Linked DNA regions of Mus musculus: region 2 is linked to region 1. A link is a contact called in public targeted proximity ligation data. All regions are on one chromosome and are shown on one strand. The core of a region is the stretch at or near the end of the contact, and the rest is flanking DNA. Distances in the headings are between cores, read along the strand shown.

Region 1 (2,862 bases), core at 181-2,680:
ATGGACTCTGCATCAGCTCCTGCCATCAGGTTCCTGGCCTGCTTGAGTTCCTATCCCGAATTTCTTGGATGATGAACTATGTATCCAAGCAAACTCTTCCCCCACCCAACTTGCTGTTTGGTCATGGTGTTTTATTGTAGCAATAGAAACAGTAAAATGACAGGCTTATTCTTTTTTCTTTTCTTTCTCTCTTCCTTCCTTTCTTTCATATATATACTGCAGCTGTCCTCAGACACACCAGAAGAGGGCATCCGATCCCATTATGGATGGTAGTGAGCCACCATGTAATTTCTGGGAATTGAACTCAGGATCTCTGGAAGAACAGTCAGTGTTCTCAACTGCTAAGCCATCTCTCCAGACCCAGGCTTATTCTTTTAATTGAAAATTAAATCATATTTTGAACTTTATTGTATTTGAAATTTTTATTTTAATTGAAATTTAAAATTGTATTTTGCCCAGCGGCTATTCGGTAATCCTATGTTCTTCTTCCCTTTAAGCCTAGTGGCTCAGTGGCAACTTCCAACCACTCATCATGTGCTCCCCCAATTATGAAGTGAACCAGGAGTTCTCAGATCCAATGGGCCCTTACATGGCTAGAGAGGTTTAAAATATGTACATGCCAGCTGGGTGTGGTGGCGCACGCCTTTAATCCCAGTGCTCTCTTGAAGCAGAGGAAAAGCAGAGGACGGTATGTTCAAGGACGGCCTGGCCTATACAGTGACTTTCAGGCCAGCTAGCTAGGCTACATGTTTTTGTGTTGGTTTTTGATTTTTTGAGTCAGGGTTTCTCTGTGTAGCCCTGGCTGTCCTGGAACTTACTCTGCAGACCAGGCTGGCCTCGAACTCAGAAATCTGCCTGCCTCTGCCTCCCGAGTGCTGGGATTAAAGGTGTGTGCCACCACTGCCCAGCATGTTTTGTTTTTGTTTTTGTTTTATTTTTTAATTTTTAATTTTTTTAGGCTACATGTGAGACACTGTCTAAAATAAGCAAAACAAAATGCTCAAAACAAAGCCAGTCAATGTATAAATATACACCATTAGGCTCAGGAAACAAGTATGGCTGAAGTTCTGTCATTCTCAGGTTGAGGGGCTTGCTGCCTCTCTGAGGGACACAGTATCCTGCGGCCAGAAGGCCATGGCCTGCCTTGTGCAGCAATGGGGCATTTTCACAGGACCTGAGGGCCCTTTGAGGTGACAAGTTCTGATATCCCTTCAAAAGCAGATGGATAAACATAGGCCTAGAGAAGTAGGGAGCTTATACCAGGTCAGGTTGCAGGGGCAGAGGCAAGGCCCAAGGCAGTTCTGGGCGCTGTTGAACACAGTCTCGTAAAGGAGACCAGCAGAACTCTGGCTGATCGCTACCGAGTACTTTTTGCTGGAATCATTCAGACCGGTCACAGCCTGGTTGTCATGGAGATGGCAGAGAGGGCAGTTCCAGAGCTGGCAGGTAGGGGTGGGAGAGGGCAACATGCCAATATGCTAAACACTGACCAACTGTTGGTTAGGGCCTTATCGGAGAGACCAAGGCAGAGTACAGAGCCCTTGGTTCCAGGGACATCTACAGGGCTGTTCAGACTTCTATCAAGCATCTCTCCGGAGGACCAGGTGAGGGAGGCAGGCCCAGTTGGGGAGCTTCAACCGCCCATTGGCATCTTAGGCCAGAAGAGGTCAGCCCTGGCTAAGGCTCTTGAGGAAACGTAAGACTGGAGCTCAGGTCCTGGTAACAGTTGGGAATGCCTGGGACAAGGACCACAGAGGACAGATGGAGCAGTTTGGGAACACTGCAGGGAGGAAAGGAGTTTAGGGAAATAAAAACCCTTCCTTCCTTCCTTCCTTCCTTCCTTCCTTCCTTCCACTAAGGAACTTGTCACTTCCTCAGCACTAAGTCCAGAGCCCTGGGTGACATCCAGAAAAATGTGAGCTTTTGTTGTGGGTGGTGTGGCTTGGTGTTTTGGGGTGCCAGCAGTGGATGGCTTGTTGGGCAGTCTCCTACCAAATTACCTGATCTGGGCTGTCCTGGAGCTCACAGTCCTCCCCTCTCTGCTTCCTGCGTATCTGGGGTTACAGCTGTGTGTCATCACACCCCGATATTTTTCTAAAATTTAAAGAAGTCCAAACCAGGCATGCTGGTGCAGCCTGTCATCCCAACACTTGGGACACAGAGGCAGGAGGATCAGTAGTTCAAAGCTATCATCAGCCAAGCCATGGTGGCACATAACTTTAATCCCAGGCAGGTTGGCCTCTGAGTTGGAGGCCGAGTCTACAGAGTGAGTTCCAGGACAGTTAGGGCTCCACAGAAAAGCACCATCTCAAAACAAAGCTATCTTCAGCTATACAGTGAGCTTGAGACCGTCCTCAGCTACACAAGACACCATCTCAACAAGACAACAAAAACTAATAATATTTATAAATATTTTAATATTTATTATATTATTTTTAAATATTTAATATTTATTATATGTAAGTACATTGTAGCTGTCTTCAGACACTCCAGAAGAGGGCGTCAGATCTCATTACAGATGGTTGTGAGCCACCATGTGGTTGGTGGGATTTGAACTCCGGACCTTTGGAAGAGCAGTCGGGTGCTTTTACCCACTGAGCCATCTCTCCAGTCCAGCTTGTGCTGTCTTAACAGAAGAGGTAGTGAATGATCAGAGAAGGTTATAGGCAGCCACAGCACAGTCTAGACAGAGAGGAAGCCCCTGGGAGGTGAACCTGAAGAGGAAGCACCATATGGGAGGCTAGTCAGAGCTCCCCTCTTCCCTGTCCCTGCCCAGAGGTGCCTTGGGAGTGGTGACAGTCTCCAGAGTCAGAGCTGCCAGCTACAAAGATCTTACAGCGCAGGGCAGACAACAAAGAAAGA
Region 2 (2,862 bases), core at 168-2,667, 640 kb before region 1:
GCCACCACTGCCCCGGTTAGCGCCAGGCTGGCCGCCATCATCACTGCGGTGCGGAACATCGCCCTGGCCCAGAGACCTGCACAAGGAAAATGACATTTGTGATATCCACACTATGTAAACCTAGCACAGTCCCTGGCAGAGTGTAAGGGCAAACACTCATTTCACCTTGACAGCCATTAGATTCAAAACAGCATATACTCCCTGTTTCACAAACGAGAAACTAGGACTCAAAGGGGTTAGAGGCTCACACTGATGCAAGGCCTAGAACTTGGATCAATCTCGTTTCAAATCTAGGGCTCTTCCACGCTGTCTGCCAAGGCGCCTCCTCTAGGGAGTCACTGAGGCAAAGTTAGGAGGAGGGGGGCTGCCACCGCTGACCCTCTGAAGGAGCTGGGATGATAGGCTTTAGAGGCAGGTTCGCTGGGCCCGCCAGGGGTGGAGGAGGCAAGGTGCAGAGGGCACAGCTTGAGAAGGCGACACAACCAGTGACAGCTGTGCCAGGGTGGTCAGCGCAGACGCGCGCCCATCGGGGTACGTCAGTCTGGAACCCTGCCCCCCCCCCCGCCCCCAGCAGTGTCCACTCTGAGAACCGGAGAAACGGCCGACCGCCAGGGTGCGGCGGCGGGGCTGAGAACCAGTCAGGTCGCCTCACAGTCGCGCACCTGTGAACGCTAGGAGTTGCGAACCTCGCAGGCGGGGCCCGGCCTCTGGAACGGTGGCCGCGCCGCCGCCTAAGGTCTCCAGCCATCTGACAGGCCGAAAACTGGCGGCCGAACGCAGCGGGGCGGGCTGATCGCAGTGACCCCAAAGGACAAGGTCCTAGACGCCGACCCCCCAACCCCAATCAGGACCAGGCCCACTCACCAGGAGCCCAGCGCCGCGAGCACGCTCAATCACCGCGACTGCGGCAGCCGCTCCGGTTAACAACACTCCCCACCCCCTGCGAACCGGAACTTCGGGGGTAAGACACCTCACTTCCGGCGGCGCGGGGCGCGGCGGAGTGGACCGTACCAAGTTCTCTTTGCGCGCTCCGATCTCGCCTGCGCTTCTGGGGCCCGTGCGCGAGCAACCGGAACGAGCGAGAGCTGTGACGTGTGGTCGCGACCAGGAGAGCAGCGGGAAAGGGCTGAAGCCCGCCACTTGCTAGTCGCCGTTGTAGAATCACCACCCTAAACTCCTCCAAGACTCCGGCTCTCAATGTGCCTGGAAGATGGGGCGTTCCGCGGGCCGAGCCATTTGGACGGGGGGCAGGAGCGAGCAAGGGCCAGACTTTATGTCAGGCATGAAAGAAATAAAATGTGTAAGCGCCTCATTCCAGGGATAGCTACGACACGGTAAGAAGTTAAGTGCTTCTCGGAAAAAAATAGCGGTGCAGAAAACAGATATAGGTCTTCCCAGGTTACCTCCCCCCAACGCAGGTTGTGTAGGAGTGAGTTTGTTCCCGTGGCTACCGCCGATTGGTTGCGATAAAGTTACGCGGACCAATGAGAAAAGAAAGGAAAAATTTCTGGCCTATAGGGAAAGAAAAGCAGGTGAGTGGTTGCTAGGGTCTGTAGGCAGAGTGGCCCCGGACTGGGTGCCAAGGCAGCTGGATGCCAGCTGAGAAAGCGCAGTCCATAGGCCGGGGATCCCTATCCCGCCTGGGGGGATGCTTACGGGGCCCGCAAAAGGAGCAGTGCTTGCGTGTCCGGACTGACATAAAACAGAACGCCAGTTATTTCTAGGTTGGGGTGGAGAGTTCTGTGCGAAGGCGTTGACTTTTCAACACCCCAAAAGCTCAGTCGGCGTGCGTGTTCATCCCTGGGAGATAGCCAGACCCTTTGTTCTGAGCTGATTCTGTCTGTTAGGGCTCACACAAGCAGTATAGTCGCGTACAGAATGGAAACTGAAAGCGGACACCTCATTACCCAGGTTTATCAGCTAGAGGGTGCTCCTCCCATTTTTAACTCGGACTCACTCGGAATTCAGAGGCCTAAGGGGGGGGGGGATCAAATATAAGAATTCATGAAGATCAACTGGAGGAATTTATACTGTGGGAGTCACAACACGGACAGTGAATACAGAACCGGAGGTGACTGTGTTGTTAAAATATAACACAGGGGCTTTCAGAATTGTCATTACTGATAGAGCACTTAAGAAAAATACATAAAATGGCTTTCCTTCAGTACAACGGAATTAAACATCTTGTCTGTCAAAAAAGAAAGAAAACTGATTCTAGACGACTTTAAGGCAGTGGCTGGCTCTCAACCTGTGAGTCGTAAGCCCTTTGGGAATCAAACCGTTACACAGGGGTCACAAATGAGATATCCTGCATATCAGACGTTTACTTACAATTCATAACTAGCAAAATTACAGTTATGAAGTAGCAACGAAGTAATTATGGTTGGGGATCACAACAGGAGGAACTGTATTAAAGGGTAGCAGTGTCAGTGCCTGTCTGCCCCTCAGCCCTGTGCTCTTGGTCTCAGCCATCTTCACCACCACCTGTTGTCTTTAACAGTTAACATCCCGAGATGGCTCCCCTTTCCTTCCTCCATAAGGCTAGCTATGAACTTCTACTGGCTACCTTTAACCCTACACACTCATCCTCCCCCATTCTTGAAAATCTCCTACATTTTGTGGCAATCCCTCCTCTCCCCCAGGTATATATCTGTCTTACTTCCTCTGTCTGTTTTTATTTAAGTTCTGTGTCCATGTTGGCCTTTTTTCTTGCCACATTTCCTCTGATCCTATGGCTTCAACTTCCCTGGCCCCAAGATGTCGAGGGAGGGCTCCCTTGTCTGGTCTTCAGTTCAGGTCTACTCAACCTCTGAAATCATGTAGTGAGCAGAGCATAGTGGCCCACTCCTACAATCCCAGAAA

What was found.
Region 2: a contact with region 1 is called in a targeted proximity ligation map of thymic regulatory T cells, with 3 times the contacts expected there. A contact is called at or near these places in 1 of 39 promoter capture datasets (hippocampal neurons) and 4 of 130 datasets of targeted methods (bone marrow-derived macrophages, double positive thymocytes, embryonic midbrain and 1 more).

Annotation. Positions count from the first base shown.
Region 1 is chr19:5,401,074-5,403,935 of GRCm38.p6, reverse strand. Tsga10ip (testis specific 10 interacting protein) reads left to right here and starts at 1,430. Exons shown (of 8, transcript NM_001373978.1): 1 at 1,430-1,604; 2 at 2,777-2,862. The coding sequence starts at 1,476.
Region 2 is chr19:6,045,131-6,047,992 of GRCm38.p6, reverse strand. Syvn1 (synovial apoptosis inhibitor 1, synoviolin) reads right to left here and starts at 1,417. Exons shown (of 16, transcript NM_028769.5): 1 at 865-1,417; 2 at 1-76. The coding sequence starts at 59.